Linked DNA regions of Mus musculus: all the other regions are linked to region 2. The links are chromatin contacts, called in public HiChIP or PLAC-seq and promoter capture Hi-C maps. All regions are on one chromosome and are shown on one strand. Each heading gives the region's core, a stretch centred on a gene start, on an enhancer-like site or on the middle of the called end of the contact. The rest is flanking DNA. Distances are from core to core; before and after follow the strand shown. Region 1 holds the start of Slc12a4 (solute carrier family 12, member 4). Region 2 holds the start of Has3 (hyaluronan synthase 3). Region 3 holds the start of 4930506A18Rik (RIKEN cDNA 4930506A18 gene). Region 4 holds the start of Slc7a6 (solute carrier family 7 (cationic amino acid transporter, y+ system), member 6). Region 5 holds the start of Dus2 (dihydrouridine synthase 2). Region 6 overlaps Prmt7 (protein arginine N-methyltransferase 7). Region 7 overlaps Smpd3 (sphingomyelin phosphodiesterase 3, neutral).

Region 1 (2,700 bases), core at 66-2,565, 900 kb after region 2:
AGTCTGAGGGAGCTGGAGGGCATCAGATCCCCTGGAGCTAGAGACATATGCAGTCATAAGCTACCTGATGTGGGTGCTGGGGACTGAACTTGGGTCTGGGGCAAGAACAACAAAAGCTTGTAACCAGTGAGCCTTCTATACAGAGAGTGCAGGATAGGAGATGCAGAGCCGAGAGCACGCGCGCACAGCTGGAAAGCAGTTAAAGGTGCCAGAAAGAGAGGGAGGCCGATTGCAGCCCGGAAGAGCTGACTGGGAAGGGTTAGTTGTTGAGCTGCTTCAGGGAGGTCCTAGCCGAGCGGCCCACCCAGGCAGTTGGGGCTGGCGGGTGGCAGCAGAGGGCGCGGATTCTAGAGTCAGCCCAAATTCTAAAGGCTACACCAGAAAGGGAGAAAGAATGGAGATAGAGCAGAAAGATGAGCCCTGGAGCTTTCTGATAGGAAGGAAGCGGGGTGGGGTGGGGGAAGAGGCCAAAAGAACAACTCAGAAAGATAAAAATTCTCAAGTCAAGGCGACTAGGTAAGTTATCTGAGTGTGAAAGAAGTTAGCACCAAGAAAGGAAAGGACTCGGGTGCAGGAACCTCCAGGAGGTGAGGTTATGAAGGAGCAAGTTCAAATGAGATAACTGGGCTATCCCAAAGTGTCGATGAGGGATGGGCCGGTGTAACCTCTAGCGAGGAGGGAGCGGACTCCTCTAGGAAGGGCATACGATCTTCAACCACCTGCTAAGGGAGAGGCTGCAGCGAGCAGAACTGAGGGAGAGACCGTAGGCTACCAAAGTCCTGGAGAAGCGTTAGAGAGAAATGATGGTAATGGAAGAGTATGTATGTGAGGGTGATGAAAGACTTGAGGAGGTTTGGGGTGGTCACTGTGACATTGACCAGGTCCTGCTAGCTTTCCCGCTATGGAAGAGTATGTATGTGAGGGTGATGAAAGACTTGAGGAGGTTTGGGGTGGTCACTGTGACATTGACCAGGTCCTGCTAGCTTTCCCGCTAAATAACAAAAAGTGACTGAGAGCTAATTAGATTCAGGGAACAGAGCCAGTGCACCCTGCGCCCCGTCTCACCATCATAATACCCCTAAAAGTTAAAATACTTTCCCTCACTTTATTAAGTATCGCATTTGGGGCTCAGAGAGGGCAACCCCTTACCCAAAGACACACAGGAACCCTACCCTCCAGCAGCTAGAGTACTTCGTTCCCGGGGTCCTCTCATCCCCCCTCGGGGAGGAGCCGACCCGAGCCCCTCCTGCTCCCCGCCCCCGAGGGGCGGCCCGGGGGGCGGGTGGAGGAAGTGAGCGCAGCGGGGTGGAATGCGAGCGGGCGGGGCGGGCCAGCCTGGGGCGGCGGGGACTGCCGGCTGGAGGCCGGGACCGCGGGCCAAGCGCGCGCGATGCCTCACTTCACCGTGGTGCCGGTGGACGGGCCGCGACGCGGCGACTATGACAACCTCGAGGGGCTCAGTTGGGTGGACTACGGCGAGCGCGCCGAGCGGGAAGACTCGGACGGTGAGGGTGCGCCCGGCGGGGGCTGTGGCCGGGACGGGGGGCATCTACACGGGACTCGCGCCTTCGGACCGCGCGCGCAGACGTCCATGCAGGACTCCACTTTTCTTGCTCCTTGCGCGCTCAGACCGATGAGTCTTTTTGGTCCGGGACTCCCGGGCTAGGTCGTCCTCCACCCACTCCCAGCTCCTCCCCCGAGGGCCGCGGGCGGGGGCTGCAGACGTGGCCGCCTTGGGAGGCCGGGTAACGGGCTGCCTTGCTTAGGCTGGCGCCGAACGCGCCACGGGTCTGGGTCCAATGGAAGCCTGGATTGTAGCTTCCTCACTTTCTGTGAATCGCCCCCATCCTCTTGAGTGTCACCCTCTCTTCCTCTATGACTCACCGCCCCTCTCTTGTCCTTTCCCTACCCCTGCCTCCTTGCACACTGGCCCGGTAGGAGCAAAGGGTGTGCTCGCTGAAGAGCCTGTGTTGGCCTTGGTCTACGTAGATCTGTGCGTATCATGGACACCTAGGGAGCAGTCACACGGGGCCAGGCTTGTCTAGGCACTGTACATGAAGCAACTCGCTTTAATCCTCCCAACCTCCCCCATGGGACAGGTTCTGTTACTCGCACTTAGGAAGGAGTGAAGGGCGGTGGGGAAGAGTTATGTAACTTGTTCCAGTGGGATTCAAACCCGGATATGAGAATGTAGTGCCTTAACCTAGGTATCAGGGCTGGTTATAGAGGTAAACCCTTTCTCCCTTCCAGTGCCCCATCTCTCCATCTTCCACCCACGGAGGCTCCTCACACTTGGAATGGGAACGGTCCTGGTTATATGTGTCTGTCTGTATAGCTGTCCAGGCATGTGTAAATGCACGTGTGTCGCTGAGTATCACAGGGTCAGGTCAGGACGTCCTTATGGCTACTGTTTCCAGGAAGGCTGCCAGTGATGAGCCTGGTGCTATGATAACAAATGCCTGTGATGTCTGAGGCTGACCGTGATAGAAAGGTGTAGGAAATGTGTGTTGTGTCTGGTGATGGTATCGGAGGCTATCTGATAGGTCTGTGATGGTGACATGCTTGAGGGGTAGTCTGTGCTTCATGTGAACGGTGACTGAATGACCTGCCTGCCATGTGGACATACAGGCCAGGGGCATGGACTGCAGATGTCACGGAGATTTGTCAGGTTTCACAGCTGTGTGTAAGTAACCCTAGATC
Region 2 (2,700 bases), core at 20-2,519:
AGCAACCTGCGTCCTGGCGCCCCGCCTCGGTGCAGTTCCAGAGGCTGTCCGGTCAGGTCCAAGGCAGCTAAGGAAGCTCTCGCCACGCTCCTCACCCGGCTTGAGCTTCACCCCGCTGGCTAAAGCCACACAGCCACACCCACGTGCAGGTTTCCCACGACTCTGCTGGGAAGGAACGGAAAAGCCAAGGAACAACTGCCAGCCCAGACCCTACTCATCTTCTCAGGGCCCCAGGTACCTTGGCAAAGGAGTGCCTGCAAACAAAGGCAGCATCCCTGCAGTTGCCAGCCCCCTCCATCCGGGGGCCAGACCCCCTCCCCCTCAGGAATTAAGAGGTACCCATCTCCCTACAGAAGACCCAGGAAGGTTCTGCAGCTGGATATTCTATGTACAGTCAGGCTCTGGCACGGGCTCTTGTTGAGGTCCTCTGCCCAGAGAGGACACTGTATTTCCCCAAGCCGGTTAACCAGAATGTGATCTTATATCCTGGGCCGCTTCCTCCATCCTCTCAAAAGAGATCCAAGAAAGCTCGCCCAGGCTAGCTAAGGCGCACTTAGATTCAAGGGCACGAGGGTGGGGGCGCTTTACGGGATCCATGTCCCATAGGACAATGAAAAGAAATAAAAACCTCCAGGCAAGGACGCACACCTCCCTACCCAGCAGTAGAACTTTGAGGGCTGCAAGATTAACAGCAACTCTCCCACTGACAGGTGCGCCCTGCAGCCGGGCTCACGCACGGCAGTACAGAAACTTGCACTAGCGGCTGGAGCTCCTCCAATCTCTCCTAGGCACCCTTGGACCTCTCTGAACCGGCAAGGAGGAGGAACTCATCTCACAAACCTGTGCTGTAGGGACCAGATCGCTGGAGATCTCGGTGTCCCCGCAGGTGTGAACCCCCTGCGGGCGTGAGTTGGGGGGAGGGGCACTCTAGCCTCGCTCCCCGCACAGCCTCCCTCCACCCCCAATTCATTCACAAAACAAGAGCCGCAAGGGAGGAAGGGAGGAGAGGCTGCGGGAGCCCAGGATGTCGGAAGAAAGGGAGGAGGGGGTAGGGAACATGGTGCAAGCGACTGCCGCCGGGAAGCATTGAGCGGCCGGAGCCCCAGGGTCCCCAGGTCGCGGTAAGAGGCTCCGGCCCCTTGGGTGCGCTCACCGTGCCGCCGGCTGCCGGCGTTCCGGTGCTCAGCAGGCCCGCGGCGGCTCCATGCTCCTCCTCCGGCTCCCGCCGCCGCGCACTGCCTCCACGGTGCCGCTGGGGCTCCGACTGACGACCGCCTTGCCCAGCAGAGCCGCCTTAAGTATCGCGCGCGACCCACTGGGAAAGGCGCCCTCCTCCGGCACCAGGGCAGGGAAAGTTGGCAAGAGTGGGAGGGCTCCCGGAGCCCGCGGGAGCGCCCGGTGCCCGGCCACCGGCTGGCGCTCGCCAGACTCGGGGTCTGTCGTGGACCTAGCCCCTCCGAATCGAGAGTCGCAACCTCTGCCTCTAGAAAACTAGGGACCCCCAGTGCAGCCCAAGGCTCAGCTGCTCCACGCCGACCTCCGGGCCAGCAGCCTTGGAAAGGCTGTCATTGTCCCTAGCCTAGTACCTGAAGCATCGTTAACTTTCCGGATGACCAGTGGGGACCTACAAAATCGTTCATGTCCATCCCCGCCCCCACGCCCCGCTCCCGAAACCTGGAAACCTACTCACCCTGCAAACGGGCTACCCCAGAAAATCTTCTGAACGCCAAGGGGCGGCTCGCTATGTGAGGGGACTCCCTAAAAACCTTCCCGGTGGCAACAGAGAGGGACAGAAAAGAAAAATTGTCAAATAAAAGGAGGCTGGTCAAAGAAGGTGTTAACTATTATGACAAGCTGAGCTTTGAATTCCGCAGCGGGGCGCTGATGACTTTAAGGCTGTTTGCAAAAGCTGCAGATTGGTCTAGCAGGAATCCAGGAGGTTCCGGTCTTAAAGCCCAAACGGCTCTTCCTCCCCACCTTTCTTTCCCACGTCCCGACCTCTTAGGTCCCCATCCGACATCCTCGCTGGCAGTTCCGTGGTCCCTGGAAGTTGGTGTAGACTCCTCCGGTGAGGTGAAGCCGAGAGGGAGTCCAGGGGAGAAGAGTGTTTGTTAGAGGTAGAAACTCTAGAACCAGCTGGAGATCTCGAGGTTTTACATCTCAGAAAAACCTGAAGAGAAATTGTAATTAAAGACTAGTTTTAAAAATGAATTTATGGGTCCTCCAACCGTCAGAGATAACTTCGCAGGCGGAAACAATTTAATAGGCATGTGAGCTGCTCCAGTCAGGAAGCCATCCCTCTCAGACATGCCCATAGGTCACTTAGCCACAGAATCCACAACACAGCCACCCTGGGCCCCTGCTCCGCCCACTCCCACCCTGACAGACAAAATCAAAACCTTTCACCCTGCTTCATTCAGGAGAAACACCACTGCATGGGCTAAAGGGCTGGGCAGTGAGTGAGTTTGTTTTGTTGAGACAGAGTCTGTAGCCCGGGATAGGCCTTTGAACTTCCCATATAGCCAAGGATAGATAAACCTGAACTTCTTATCCTCTTTAACTCCGAAGAGAAGGATGAGGGCCACCACACCCAGTTTATTCACTGATGGGGACTGAATCCTGAGCTCTGTGCATGCTTTGTCAAAGTTCTAGCCCCAGCTCCAAAGAGTGTGCTCTTAAAGGCTGTTGAGATGGCTCTTT
Region 3 (2,700 bases), core at 6-2,505, 590 kb after region 2:
AGTTGGTTTTGTCATCCGGGAGAGGCAGAAGCATCCAGGAACCTGACCGCACTTGGAGCCTCCAGGGACCGTAGTCTCACTTGGAGCTACAAATCCAACAAGGGTCACCTCAGGTACCGGTCTGTGGTCTGAGCAGGCGCATGTCTGGACCACTGCTGGCTCCTCGGCCCCTGCTTTGCTGTGCTGGGTAAATGGCCCTCTTTTCATGCGCCCCCCCCCCCCCCCAGCTACCGCTGCCTATTTAAGCTAGGGGCCCTGACTCCCAGCCAGACACAGCCAGCTTCCAGAACCAGGAGAGCAGAGCAGCCTGCGCCACTCACCCAGGGATGAAAGGTCCTTCTGTTTCACCACTTCCAACTGATGCCATTTCCTTCCAACTGGTGTGTACTAAATGATGTCGCTGACGGGGGTTGGGGCAAGAACTGATTCTGCCCCTACCTGGGAGTATGCTGGGATATAGTTGGCAGAGGAAGGCTCTGATTGAATTGTTCCCATTTCTATTACTTGACTTGATACGACCCTATTTTCAAAGAGGAAGAAAGGGTGTAGTTTGTGAATGGGCAGGGGAGAGCACATTTCAAAACAAGGTCTGGCTCAGAATATCAATTATCTCATAGAATTTTCTCTTTGAAAAGGGGGCCTATAAATGTCAAGGTTACCAAGATTTCATTTCCCTTCAGAAACCCCTTCCTAGAACCAGCTCTTGTCATTTAGTTCTACTTGGAAAATACATGCAGGGAATTTTGGGACCGAAGGAGCTATGCAGTTGTCGGGTGACAATTTGGTAAACTGTAGGACGGCAAAGACTACCTGACGGACAGTACTGAGAGACTGGAGTGAGTACCTCCCACCGTGGCTAGCTTGAGTTTCAGAGATTGTTCAGGTCACCACTCTGGTTAGCTCATCTCCTTTCAGGTCCTGACTGCCTTGACGTCTTGGGAAGGATGGCCCAAAGGGAGTAGAGGCTGAGAGTCACACAGGCTTCTGTGGGTCGGGTGGAGCCTGGCTCCTATAAGATCACTTACAGAGGAATGCTAGCCCGTGTTCTTGAATCACCCACCTGTCAAGGGTAAAAAGGCAGGATTCCAAGGCTAGGGATCAGGGTCTCCTCCAAGAGGCCGGGTCAGCAAGATAACTTCTCAGTTTCCACTGGGCTGAAGTCCTGAGGATAGGGTTGGGGCAGGATCTTTTCTCTGATAGAAAAGGCCAGGGTACTAGGCCTTTTGGAACTAGGGCCTCTGGAGAATCCAGAGTCGCTTTGAATAGAACCTAGAACTATGGGCTTCTTTCTTCCCACCCTGTTCTGGAATAGACAAGTTCCTTTGATGTTAGTCATGGGGAGCCAAGACCCTGCATCATCCCTCAATGTTCCAGGGGAGGGGTGTTGGAGGCTCAAAGGTTAAGAGACTTGCTCAAGACCTTCCCCAGCTGGACAGATAGCTGGAGAAGAAGCAGGTTTTCTCTGGAGCTTATATCTTACCCAGGGGGAGCTAAACTATAAGACATTCCTACCAGTGCTTCCAAGAAAAGATGAATTCAGTCTCAGATGTCAGATTCATTCAATAACAGGGGTCTCTAAGAAATGTGGGAACCCTTCTCAGGTTGTGTGGATGATACAGGGGCTTAAGACCGAGCAGAACAGTGGAGGTGAAGGAGGAAGACAAGAGGAGAGCTGCTCTTGCTATGTTGGGTACAGGATGAGCTTGATAGACCACGATCAAGGCATAGGTGGTGACAGCCAAGGACTGGCCAGTGATTCGGGGGTGTGGCTCTCACATGAGGCCTGGGCAGAGCTGGAGGGCCAGGAGCCAGACCTATAAAAGAGAGAGGACACCTTCCCTAGGGCATAGGGCCACGGTCCCTGGGCTGGGAAAGCTGAGGTGGTATAGGTAAGCTGTAGCATTATGTCCTAAGGCCTCCACTCCCTGAATACCCTCCCAATTGTACCTCGGAGGCCGTGTACCCACTCAGCCTTCCTTCCTTCTGCTGGTATGTCCACCTTTCTCTCCTAACGGCTACAAATCCCTCTGGTTCTTCCTCACAACTCTTCTTTCTTCCTGAACTCCAGCCAAGGAGTTGACCACCAACCCTTTCCTGATCAAGTTTGGCCTCGGCACTCTCCTGCTTCCCCACCCCTCTATACCTGGGAGGCAGAGATTACACAAAGCTGCCAGAGAGGGTCCTGATTGTTATGGCTTCACCTACCAGAGCAACTCCCGGCCCACGGCAGGACTCTGCATTTGCTTCTCTGCTGCACCCCTTTTTAACCTGCACACTAAGGGCTTGCCTGGGTGCAGCAGCCCATGTGGAAGGGTCATCCATCTCACTTGGAGCCCTTCCCACCTGTCAATCTTCCTCACTTTCTGTTGCCTAAACCCCGCCCTCATCCCCTCTGGCTGCACTTCTGTTAGGATACTCACACCCAAGTCCAGTGAGGGTGTGGCAGCACCTCCTGTGAGGTCTTTGTACCCTGCTCGCCTGTGTGGCCGTCTTGTTCCAGTCACCGGCTCATCACCCTTTCAGGTCCTGATTGCTTGGACCTCCTGTCTCCAGAGGCAAGGACACAAGGCCCAAGAGGCCCCTCCTCAGGTAAGACAGACTTCTGGAGCTTCAGGAAGTGGGCTCTAGAACATGCCTCCAGGGTACCTGGCTTGCTTTGTGTTACTGCTCTTTCTTTCTAGTTTTGGGTTGTAGGTAAGG
Region 4 (2,708 bases), core at 158-2,657, 700 kb after region 2:
TCCACACATTTGCCAGGAAAGAAAAATCAAATATAACTCAAGTAAACAGCCTAAGACCCATGTCGGGAAGCAAAAGCTATCTGTATGAAATCACAATGGAACTTGAACAAAATAGGAAGCCTGGGTAGATTCCTCAAGGACCTCACCAGGTAAAGAAGTAAAAATGACCCCAGGAAGCAGTTGCAGACTTTAAAATCTGCTCCCCCTAAGTCTTTAAATCCGAGATCGATTGGCTCTCAGATATAAGGAGCCAAACAGCTGAGCATATATAGCCTGTTAGATGAGCTGCCCAAAACTGAGAGGGGTCGTTCTCCCCGCCCCCCAATAACAGCGGAGATTGCATTCTCTCCAACACATAACCCAGTGATCTCGATTGGTTCCCCAAGACTTGTTAAATTAGGTGTTTTCTATTTATACTGACCCATTACACAACGCGGTGACCAGCCTTTTGGCTTGGTGTGCAGAGTAACAGAAATTTTCCGAACATTTCCCAAATATTTCCTGATAATTGTGACATGAGATGGTCCAATGAGACGACAAAATACAGGAGACACTCAAAAGAGTAAGAGCACCGTGTTCCCAAACGCCAATACCTCAGCACTCTAAAAGTCCCAACCGGAGTCAGAGGTTTCAACAGCCCCCAAGAAGCTGCATTCCTGCATTCACACACCCGCCCTGCTGTCTCTGCCCTCCTCACACACAACGGCTTCTTCCTCCTCCTCCTCCTCCTCCTCCTCCGCCACCTCTCAGTGCTCCAGGGAGGTTCACCCAGGCTCGCACGGTCACGGACTGCGAAGGGCTCAGTCCTTCAGCCTTCACGCCCGCTTCTCTCACACTCAAACCTCCTTCACCGTCTCCGTCTCTCTCAGGGTCGCACACACTCCAGAGCCACCCTCACGCCCACGGTTTTCCTCCTCGCACTCTGGGTTTTTCCGTCTACACACACACACAAACAAACACACACACACACACACACACACACACACACGGCCCCTTACACTCACCATCTCACAGTTTTTCACAAACAGTCCCCCTTACACTCGGGATCTTGCACACTCACAAAGCCACCCTCGGGGTCTCTCTCCCCACACACGCGCCCGCGCGCGCGCCTGCGTCTTCCTCACACGGCGGTCCACTCCAGGGATCCACGCTCCCGGCGTCCTCTTCTCAGCCGCCGCGTCTCTCCCGCGCCCTCCGCCCCACGCGGTTTCCGGCCCCGCATCCAGCACGCGGCCACGGAGGCCACGCAAGAGTGTTCGGCCGCACACCAGAACGACCCCGAGCCGAACCGGAGCCAGCCCCTCACCTCCTCGGCCTCGCCAGCTACCTCCTCGTGGCCCGGAGCTTCCAGGATGCTCGGTCGCGCCGTCGCCCCGGCGGCCGCTCAAGCCCCGCCCACGCCACGTCACTCGCACCGGATCGCGACAGCGCGCGCCGCCAGGGGACCCGGCTCGGAGCGGGGGCCCCAGGCGGCGTTGCTTCCGGGCACTGGAGCACGCCGGGGCCCTGGGCGATCCGCGTACCGTTACGGAGCAGCCTCCAGCAGGCCGCGCCCGGACTCTCCCCGCGGGCTGTGACTGGGGTGCGGTCACCCTCACCTGGGATGGACACTCCCCGGCTCCCCACGCAGTCACTTGAAGCCTCTGGGGCTCCACGTGAGGATGCTGCTGCTTGGAGCTCTAACGGGCCCACACACACCTTCTCCTCCTTGGCCTTTGGGGACTGCACGCCCAGTGGGACCCCAGACAGTTGACACAAAGAGCTCTGGACCGCCTCCCTATCTAGATAACTGCCTCCCTTCAGCCCGGGAACCCAGGAAGAAATACACTCCCGGGACCGGTGCTCTGACACTCAGTTCAGACTCCATTAGACCCAGGAAGGCTGCCACTTCTGGCTCTCTTCGCTTTGTCCTGGTCTCCCCCGACCCTGCTGACACCCCTCTTGGGGATGCTGGGACATCCTGACCTTTTCTTCTCCCGTTGGTTGCTCCTCTATCTCCTTTTAGGTTATCTTTTTCCTCTAGTGGCGCTGGCGTTCATTCTAAGACTTCCTGCCTTTTATATTCCACCGGACCTTCTAACAACTGACCAGTCTGGCAGGGATAAATATAGTCTAACGAGACAGTTGTGCTTTTCTCGTAGGCTATCAGACTTTAAAAACAAAACAAAACAAAAAAAAAAAAAAAAAAACAAAAAACAAGAACAAAAAACCCAAGAAATCAGTATTTCCTCCAGGAATAGCCTGCTAGGAGATCAAGTGGACGAAACATCTAAAGGAGGAACATATCTCCTGGCTAAATATTTACAACTTGTCAGATACCTTGAAAGAAACAGACTTGGGAGTTTGTTTGCAAGGGACCCCATTCTTTCTGCATTTCTCGCTTAAGATTTAAACCTTATTGAGAGATAAGTAGTGTGCCGGGCAATAGTGCCCATACCTTTAATCTCAGCATTCAGGAGGCAGTGGGAAGTCACTCTATGTGAATTCGAGGCCATCCTGGTCTACAAATCGAGTCCAGGACAGCCAGGGTTCTGTTACACTTAAACTTTGGAAAAACCAAATAATTAACTAAACCTCTCCTAAAGTGCTCTCCTTCCTCCTTCCTGATGAATGAAAAAAACAGGGACATGATCACTCCTAGGTATGGTTGAAGAGAAGGTTTTTTGTTTTTTGTTTTTTGAGACAGGGTTTCTCTGTATAGCCCTGGC
Region 5 (2,700 bases), core at 6-2,505, 860 kb after region 2:
GAATATTCTCACTCTACAGTGGAAAATTCCACAGAGGTCCACCTATAAATATGGAGGGCCAGCTCTAATGAATGAAATTAAACTTTTTTTTTTTTTAGATTTATTTATTTATTATATGTAAGTACACTGTAGCTGTCTTCAGACACTCCAGAAGAGGGAGTCAGATCTTGTTACAGATGGTTGTGAGCCACCATGTGGTTGCTGGGATTTGAACTCCGGACCTTCGGAAGAGCGGTCGGGTGCTCTTACCCACTGAGCCAACTCACCAGCCCATGAATGAAATTAAAACACTTTCTCCAGACGTTAGGAACCTCCCAGGTAATCAATCCACAAACATTGACCTTATCTCCCACTCCAGACACTTGATGCCCATTTTTTCAGATATGTTCAAAAAGTATGAAGTAAAAAAAAAAAATTAAACGTTTAATAACCTGAACCACTAAATTCATGTCAAGTAGTCTGCTTGACCGGTGCTATGTGAGATAAGTTTCATCACTCCAGGAGGGTAACGGGACCCTTCTTTCTACTTCTAGTCAGGCAATTCGGAATCTGCCTGAGAAGCCAGTGGCTATGAGCAGACCGCTAGAGTGATGGGTCCAGGCTGAGATGCATGGGGGGGGGGGGGGGGCGACGACAAGGAAAGGAGGGTGAAACTTGCCTGGAGAGGTAGGGTCAAAGTGTAAAAAAAAAAAACCTGAGAAACTACACCTGAAAGAACGGAGACCATCTCTCTAACTTCAAAGACGAAATAAGCTGAAGGCCACCAGCATGCACTCTGGGTTCTAAACTAAAGAACTGGGTTGAGCTTAAACCCAGACTCCCAACTTCTGTCTCAGTCCCCTGGCCTACCATTCATTCAGTCTCAGCAAACTTGCATCACCCAGGCTTTGAGTGGATTGCATATCTACGAAAACATCGTCGAACTTTGTACCTTTGGAGTTCTATGGGATGACTGAGCGAGGCAATGAAGACCACAAGTTAAGACTATCAGAAATTAAGCACTCAAATGACAGAGGCCATCCTCACTCGATTCCTTGAGCCAGGGACCCATGGCCCCCTCCTACTGCGGACTCCCATTCCTGCCTCCACCGAGTACCCTTCCCCAAAGATGACTCCAATCTGGACATCGCCATGCCGGGTGGAAACCTACAGACCTCGCAGCCACTGAACTCTTAAGGATCCTCCTCCCTCCTTCCAGCCGGTGCTGCAGCGCCACACGCCACCCTGATCCGCGCCAGCCACCGTACTCCAGACTACGGTGGCGTGCTTGACGTCATTAGCGCGCGCCTCTTCTGCATCAAGGGAAATATGGCTTTAGCCGGGCCATCGCGGCTGCTGGCGTTAGCAGTACGGTTGCTTCTGGAGCCTCGACGGAACCTAGTGGTGCGCGGTTCCGACCAGTCCTTGCCAGTGGTGCGCGTTCCGCGGGCTCTGCAGCGACGGCAGGAACAGCGACAGAGCGGCCGTGGGAGTTTGCAGCGGCCAGTGCTAGTGCGCCCCGGTCCCCTGCTGGTCTCGGCGCGGCGGCCGGAGTTGAACCAGCCCGCACGCCTCACGCTGGGCCGTTGGGAGCGAGCGCCACTGGCTTCCCGTGGCTGGAAGCATCGGCGATCGCGGCAAGACCATTTCTCCATAGAGCGAGTGCAGCAAGAGGCGCCCGCCCTGAGGAACCTCTCGTCCCGGGGCAGCTTCGTGGACCTGGGTCTGGAACCCCGAGTGCTGCTGGCGCTTCAGGAGGCTGTCCCCGAAGTTGTGCAGCCAACCTCAGTGCAGTCGAAAACCATCCCCCCACTGCTTCGAGGCCGCCACCTCCTTTGCGCTGCGGAAACTGGCAGTGGCAAGACGCTTAGCTACCTACTGCCCCTATTTCAGCGGCTCCTGAGAGGGTCAGACCTGGACTCCCGCAGTTTCACGGCTCCTCGAGGCTTGGTTCTGGTACCTTCCCGAGAACTAGCCGAACAGGTGCAGGCAGTGGCCCAGTCACTGGGTGGGTACTTGGGCCTGCAGGTGATAGAACTTGGCGGAGGCCTCGGGATGAGTAGGCTCAAACTTCAGCTGTATAGACGACCGGCAGCCGATGTGTTAGTGGCTACTCCAGGGGCGCTGTGGAAGGCTCTGAAAAGTCAACTGATCAGCTTACAGCATCTTAACTTCATAGTGCTAGATGAAGTAGACACACTGCTAGATGAAAGCTTCCTGGAACTGGTGGACTACATCTTGGAAAAGAGCCCTATAGCAGAAAGTCCAGCCGAGTTAGAAGACCCCTTTAATCCCAAAGCCCAGTTAGTGCTGGTGGGAGCCACGTTTCCAGAAGGCCTAAACCAGTTACTGAGTAAAGTCACCAGTCCAGACAGTCTGACCACCATTACCAGCTCCAAGCTGCACTGTCTCATGCCTCATGTCAGACAGACATTTATGAGACTGAAGGGAGCAGACAAGGTGACAGAACTGGTTCAGATCCTCAAACAGCAGGACAAAGCAAGTAAGACGGAACCCTCGGGAACTGTCCTGGTATTCTGCAACAGCGCCAGCACCGTGAACTGGCTTGGGTACATTCTGGATGACCACAAGATTCAACATCTAAGGCTGCAAGGGCAAATGCCGGCCTCAATGAGGGCAGGTATCTTCCAGAGTTTCCAGAAGGGCTCCCAGAACATACTTGTCTGCACAGACATCGCCTCCCGAGGCCTAGACAGTGTC
Region 6 (2,700 bases), core at 116-2,615, 620 kb after region 2:
TCCTAAGGAAACAATTACTTAGAACTCCTAGACTGAGGATGCTGTAGGCAGCTCTCAGGGACCTGGGGGCCTGTGAACACAGCATGAAAGGAGAGAAGGCCCCCAGCACACTCTGGACAGTTCATCTCCTGCCTTAGCCAGGTTAGAATAAGCACACTTTTCTACAGCCACTCTTCAGTCACGAGAGCCAAGACCCGTATGGAAATTCCATTGGGTAAATAACAGAAAAATGCCCAGAAATTAAGAGATGGAAGCATGAGGCTACAGATAGAGCCATTCTCTTACAAGAATATCAAATGTGATTCACTCTCCATTTCAGGTACAAAGCACTTCAAAATCCTTTTAATAAAAAAATGCCTTTCCCAAAATGACTTGGTGACTACTGTGCTTCTGCTTTGATGAGAGAATTAAAATGAAGCTTTTCAATTCCTTCTTGCATAAAAAAAGAGAAGTCCCCTTCTCGGAACGCTCTAACAGCCGCGGCCTCCATTCTCCTAAGAGCACGGCGAGCTGCACAGTCAGAGCGTGCCTCCTGAAACACTTAATTTATGTCTTTAATTATTCTGATAAGCCACAATTGTAAAATGACAACACACAGTCATTTCCATTTCATATGTCAAATTACTGCTTTTTAAAAGTGCAGCCACTGATGCAGAAAAGAAAAGTGTCGTCGGCAGGGCCCAAGCTGCTCCCTCTGCACTCAAGGACTCTCGGGCACACAGCCTCCCCACCCTGTTGCTTTTCCATAGAGTCCTGGGTCACTTACCCTGAACTCCACAATCACGGCATGCAGTGAGGCAGCCTGAGGCATCACCACAGCTCCAGGTGCTAGGTGCTGGTCCACAGAGGTACGGACATACCAGAAGTACAGGTTGTGCCATGGCAGCAGGCTGGTGGTGAAAAAGGGTTCACCCAGGAGGAGGGAGACCTGGCAACAGGACAGGAAAAACCAAGTGTCAGGAGTGAAGCTAACACGTGAGGGGCACTCGGCAATTTCACGGGAGCATGTAACAGTCCGTCTCTCCGTCCATTCATTCACTCATTCATTTACTCATTCATTCCCTCAGTTAACAAATGAGCATGCTCCTGAGGACACAGAGGACAGCAGAACAGAGGAAGGACACAAACAGGGGAGGGGGCAGTCGTCACTGGAAAGAAGCCGCGGTTAGTGCATGCAGGCGCTTCAGAGAGGGCTTCCTGAAGGAATTCTGCCAATCCACAAACGACTGTTTCACCCCAGTGTATCCATACCAGATGAACAACATGTCATTGTCAATGAACCCAAGCAGATGTGGACACTGGCAGCAAGGTCCCTGGCAGACGGCATTTCCATCACCATTTGTGAAATAAGCAAACAGATTTATGTCTAAGAGTCAGAAGTCAGACCGAAGGGCAGAGACCAAGCAAGGGTGTGAGTGAGAGCAAGGCCCTCTAGACCTAAGTCAGGAGAGGATGTGGGCAGGCCAGCAAGAGGAGTCCAGACCAGCCAGGATCCAAATAGCTAAGGAGGCCCAACTTGCCCTGAAGGCAAGAGGCCTTCCTAAAAGCTTTAGCCAGGGATTCAAAAGATAGAGCATGTACTTTAAAAGATCCTTCTAAGGACCATGAGGTATACAGGCAGAACACTGCAAGTAGAAAGGTGACTGGCGACACTCCAAGGGAACGTTACAGCACTCAGGCTGTGTGGGTCGGGAAAGCCCAGGCAGGGTCTGAGACTCTCCATGGCCTCAGTGAACGGGAAGCAGAGGACGGGCAATGGACACAGCACAAGTCAGACCAGGGTTCACCCTGAAACTACAATGTATATGGAGCCTTGAATATGTTAAATGTAAGAAGTCAGTTACAAAGGGCCATGTAGTATATGATTTCAAATATATTATTCATCTAGAATAGGCAAACCCCCAGAGACAGAGAGTAAACTAGTGGCGGCCTAGAGTGTGGGAACACATGAGTGTGGCCACCAATAGAAAAAGAGTATCTTTGAGGGTCATAAAAATGCCCTCAAGCTGACCTGGTGATAGCCGCATACTTCACAGTTACCTCACTTGGCCATACACTTTAAATGAGTGACTTGTATGCTGTATGGATAAATCCCAGCTGTCATTTTATAAAAAGCATGAGGGGAAATAGGCAAGAGGCTTACACACATCATCAACTGAGACTTACACACAGCTGACAAGAACATGAAAAGATGCTCACGATTACTGGCTATCAAGAAGAAACAAAGTCAAAGCACAACGACAGCGAGTGTGTTCCCACTCAAAAGGAGAGGACACACAAGGAATCCTCGCACACTTGCTGGACAACAGTGCAGCAGTCGTTGCTTCTTTTCTTTATAATGTTCTTTTCTTTATGTGCATTGGTGTTTTGTCTGCGTGTATGTCTGTGTAAATGTCAGAAATGCAACTGGAGTTACAGACAGCTGTGAGCCACCATGTGGGTGCTAGGGATGGAACCCAGGTCCTCTGGAAGAGCAGCAGCCAGTGCTCTCATCTCCCCAGCCCTCAGTGGCTTCTTAAGAAGTTACACACCCATCACTGGAAAGAGAGGCCCATTGGACACGCAAACTTTATATGCCCCAGTACAGGGGAACGCCAGGGCCAAAAAGGGGGAGTGGGTGGGTAGGGGAGTGGGGGTGGGTGGGTATGGGGGACTTTTGGTATAGCATTGGAAATGTAAATGAGCTAAATACCTAATAAA
Region 7 (2,700 bases), core at 57-2,556, 560 kb after region 2:
CGACTGTATGTGTTTGTTTATACCTTACTTTGTTCCACATGGCATTTGGGGTAAAGAGGGAGATGTGAGACACAGCAAGACACAAAAAGACAAAATGAGGAAGACAAGCTAAAGACACTTCGAAGATGCCAGGATCTTTCTTCTGCCAGCGACAGGTCTCTGACTGGGCCCCAAGCTTTCTGCAGCCATGTTGTGGGGGCAAGGGGCAACAGGGATCTCCTCCCATTGTTGGTATTTGCAGCATAAACATAAAACAAAATGGACCAAAGACTTTAAAAGCACCAATTTTCCTAATTTCAGGTCCCCAAAACAAATGCACCCCAAGTGGCACCCTTGGGAGGCTTTAACCTAAAAGCACAGAGCAGAAGAATTAAAGGGGCCTTTGTTCTCCTGGCTCCCATCAGCAGCCCCATCACGGCTTAGCCAAGGTAGCTCTGGAGGATGTAGAGGACTAGGAGGATGTGTAGTTTAGCCTCTCTCAGCTGAGCCATGCAGCTGTCCAGATCTGGATCTCTTGAGCCTGCACAGCTTTGTAGTGAGTTCAAGGAAATGAAAGTGGGATTGGATTGGGCAGAGGCATAAGAAATGATCCCAAATTGGTTGCAGTAGAAATCTCAATGGTTCTTTAGGGAGTGTGGTAGCTGAAATGGCTCTTTAGAACTGTCCCAAAGACAGCCCAAGGGGCCTGGCCTTGTATTCCCTCCCCATCTGCCTGTCATTTGTCACCAACCACCCTTGAATAGGGGCTTAACCTTAATCAAGCCGGGGAGGGGGACACAGCTGTGAGATATTGCCAGTGGGCTTTGGGTGCAGCATTCATGACCATTGCCCAACAATCAGAAGACAACAATCAGAAGACAACAATCAGAAGACAACAATCAGAAGGCAACAATCAGAAGGCAACAATCAGAAGGCAACAATCAGAAGGCAACAATCAGAAGGCAACAATCAGAAGGCAACAATCAGAAGGCAACAATCAGAAGACAACAATCAGAAGACAACAATCAGAAGACAACTTTCTAGCATAGAGCTCACTGAGGCTTATGTACCCTCTAGCACCAGGCGTTCCACTTAGACTGGCCATACAGGACAGAGGGCCTCTGCTCTCAAGCCCTAAGGCTGTTCCTCTTATCACAGATAACAATAACCTCAGCCTGTTAAACCTAATACACACACATACACACACACACACACACACACACACACACACACACACACTCCTGAATAAAAGCTCCAGAGAGCACCTAGCTTTAGCAGTATTACTACTTCCTGGTGTACGAGCCAAAGTAAACAGTTTGCTCAGCACACAAGGACAAGGCAGCATCGGCACAGTTGGGTGGTGCTGTTAACAGGAAATCTGCAGGTTAGACGATGATAACAGCCTTAAACTTGGACTTTGTAAAGTTTGCCAGAGAAGGGGGTCAGGAGGGACTCAGGGTGAAGCCAGCTGGAGTGACCTGTGGAGGGGAGGGTGGGGAAGTGTGGGCCTGACATATTTGAGGGTTGGAGGTCCCGGGGAAGCAGAGACATAAAGGGGCCTCTGGGATAACCTGCAGGAGACTGCAGGCTCTCCTGCTCCATCAGCAGTGCAAGGCTCCAGCTGCCACCTGAACCAGCTCTGCAGCTTTGCAGATGGTGTGTCCAAGGGTGGGCTTCCCGAAGGTTTCCAGATCTGTCTGTGGACACTAGCCTAAGGCTTACAATTGTCCCTGCTGGGTCTGTTTAAAGTTAGGTAACCTGAAAAGTGTAACCATGACCGCTGTATTTATATTATTCCAAGTTTGACTTTTAAGAAATATATCAGGTGCTTATGTTAAACATCGCCGTGAGGTTCCTCTTTACTGTCCCTTATATCTTTATATCCCTTATATCTTTATATCCCTTATATTCTTTAAATGAAGGCACATGAGGTATAGAGCAGAGGAGAGGGGCTGGCTCTGAGCCAGGCTTCCTGACCACTTTCATTCCTGGGAGTTCTCCTTGGTACATCCTGTCCACAGGAAGCAGCTGGCTCCTTGGTGACCATGCCTGATCACCAAGCACAGTGGCCACAGCAACCTGTAACTTTCCTTCCTGAAAGTTTGGTGTCTATGGCCCACAGAAAGCAGAACCAACAGCTCTGTTCAAAGCCTTTCGGTTCTGCCTGGCTTGACTTGCCGCCCTGGCCACACAGATGTTGTCAGTTTGAATCTGCTGTAATGAACTCTGTAAATAGCTTCCCTAATGGATAATCAATCATTTCAGAGATTTAATACTGAATCAGGCTGCTGGACACATGTGGGGGCAAAGCTGTTTGTATCTGATCCAAACAAACCTCCCTTCCTCTTTTACTTCGCAAAGCAAAACATGTCATATTAAATACCTAATGATCTACGACAGGTCTCCCATGACCTAAAAAGAAAAGCTAAAGACACAGACCATCCAAGACAATACAAATTACATGTAATTTGTGCATCTCTTGAAATTAGGTTCTTCATTTAAAGAATATAAAGGATAGTAAGGTAGACTCTCAATTTGCCATTTAACAGAAACATCTACTATATTTCTTAAAAGTCAAACTTGGAATAATATAAATACAGCGGTCATGGTTACACTTTTCAGGTTACCTAACTTTAAACAGACCCAGCAGGGACAATTGTAAGCCTTAGGCTAGTGTCCACAGACAGATCTGGAAACCCTCTGGAAGCCCACCCTTGGACA

The links. Promoter capture Hi-C pulls out the DNA fragments that hold promoters and counts their contacts. HiChIP or PLAC-seq counts read pairs in DNA pulled down with a chosen protein or histone mark.
Region 1: a FOXA1 HiChIP or PLAC-seq map of pancreatic cancer cells shows a contact between it and region 2. The contact joins the promoter of Slc12a4 here to the promoter of Has3 in region 2. A contact is called at or near these places in 1 of 39 promoter capture datasets (embryonic stem cells) and 1 of 115 datasets of contacts at active chromatin or transcription factors (pancreatic cancer cells).
Region 3: a promoter capture Hi-C map of embryonic stem cells shows a contact between it and region 2, with 3 times the contacts expected there. The contact joins the promoter of 4930506A18Rik here to the promoter of Has3 in region 2. A contact is called at or near these places in 5 of 39 promoter capture datasets (the 3T3-L1 cell line, the SN4741 cell line, cranial neural crest and 1 more) and 1 of 115 datasets of contacts at active chromatin or transcription factors (astrocytes).
Region 4: a contact with region 2 is called in an H3K27ac HiChIP or PLAC-seq map of stem cell-derived neural progenitor cells, with 5 times the contacts expected there. The contact joins the promoter of Slc7a6 here to the promoter of Has3 in region 2. A contact is called at or near these places in 5 of 39 promoter capture datasets (the SN4741 cell line, hematopoietic stem and progenitor cells, hippocampal neurons and 2 more), 1 of 115 datasets of contacts at active chromatin or transcription factors (stem cell-derived neural progenitor cells) and 1 of 9 other capture datasets (liver).
Region 5: an HNF4G HiChIP or PLAC-seq map of pancreatic cancer cells shows a contact between it and region 2. The contact joins the promoter of Dus2 here to the promoter of Has3 in region 2. A contact is called at or near these places in 1 of 39 promoter capture datasets (liver) and 1 of 115 datasets of contacts at active chromatin or transcription factors (pancreatic cancer cells).
Region 6: a promoter capture Hi-C map of liver shows a contact between it and region 2, with 2.2 times the contacts expected there. The contact joins the enhancer-like site here to the promoter of Has3 in region 2. A contact is called at or near these places in 5 of 39 promoter capture datasets (the 3T3-L1 cell line, cranial neural crest, hippocampal neurons and 1 more).
Region 7: a contact with region 2 is called in a promoter capture Hi-C map of hematopoietic stem and progenitor cells, with 4 times the contacts expected there. The contact joins the enhancer-like site here to the promoter of Has3 in region 2. A contact is called at or near these places in 5 of 39 promoter capture datasets (cranial neural crest, hematopoietic stem and progenitor cells, hippocampal neurons and 1 more), 1 of 115 datasets of contacts at active chromatin or transcription factors (pancreatic cancer cells) and 1 of 9 other capture datasets (macrophages).

Annotation. Positions count from the first base shown.
Region 1 is chr8:105,964,730-105,967,429 of GRCm38.p6, reverse strand. Slc12a4 (solute carrier family 12, member 4) reads left to right here and starts at 1,315. Exons shown (of 24, transcript NM_009195.3): 1 at 1,315-1,505. The coding sequence starts at 1,391.
Region 2 is chr8:106,869,405-106,872,104 of GRCm38.p6, reverse strand. It overlaps Has3 (hyaluronan synthase 3), which reads right to left and starts at 1,269. Exons shown (of 4, transcript NM_001331048.1): 1 at 1,154-1,269.
Region 3 is chr8:106,280,784-106,283,483 of GRCm38.p6, reverse strand. It overlaps 4930506A18Rik (RIKEN cDNA 4930506A18 gene), which reads right to left and starts at 1,255. Exons shown (of 3, transcript NR_126091.1): 1 at 1,061-1,255. All of the region lies in intron 2 of Smpd3 (sphingomyelin phosphodiesterase 3, neutral), which reads left to right.
Region 4 is chr8:106,167,553-106,170,260 of GRCm38.p6, reverse strand. It overlaps Slc7a6 (solute carrier family 7 (cationic amino acid transporter, y+ system), member 6), which reads right to left and starts at 1,407. Exons shown (of 10, transcript NM_178798.4): 1 at 1,307-1,407.
Region 5 is chr8:106,010,033-106,012,732 of GRCm38.p6, reverse strand. Dus2 (dihydrouridine synthase 2) reads right to left here and starts at 1,255. Exons shown (of 16, transcript NM_025518.4): 1 at 1,155-1,255. Ddx28 (DEAD box helicase 28) reads left to right here and starts at 1,247. Exons shown (of 1, transcript NM_028038.3): 1 at 1,247-2,700. The coding sequence starts at 1,309.
Region 6 is chr8:106,245,291-106,247,990 of GRCm38.p6, reverse strand. Prmt7 (protein arginine N-methyltransferase 7) reads right to left here. Exons shown (of 18, transcript NM_145404.1): 14 at 767-928. Among named protein-coding and RNA genes, the nearest start is that of Prmt7, 36 kb to the right of the region's middle. Within about 2 kb of position 1,365, at least 9 of the 459 cell types and tissues checked have an H3K27ac peak or open chromatin away from gene starts, as enhancers often do. A contact at or near this core is called in liver, where this site is marked.
Region 7 is chr8:106,307,132-106,309,831 of GRCm38.p6, reverse strand. All of the region lies in intron 1 of Smpd3 (sphingomyelin phosphodiesterase 3, neutral), which reads left to right. All of the region lies in intron 1 of 4930506A18Rik (RIKEN cDNA 4930506A18 gene), which reads right to left. Among named protein-coding and RNA genes, the nearest start is that of 4930506A18Rik, 26 kb to the right of the region's middle. Within about 2 kb of position 1,306, at least 91 of the 459 cell types and tissues checked have an H3K27ac peak or open chromatin away from gene starts, as enhancers often do. A contact at or near this core is called in hematopoietic stem and progenitor cells, liver and pancreatic cancer cells, where this site is marked.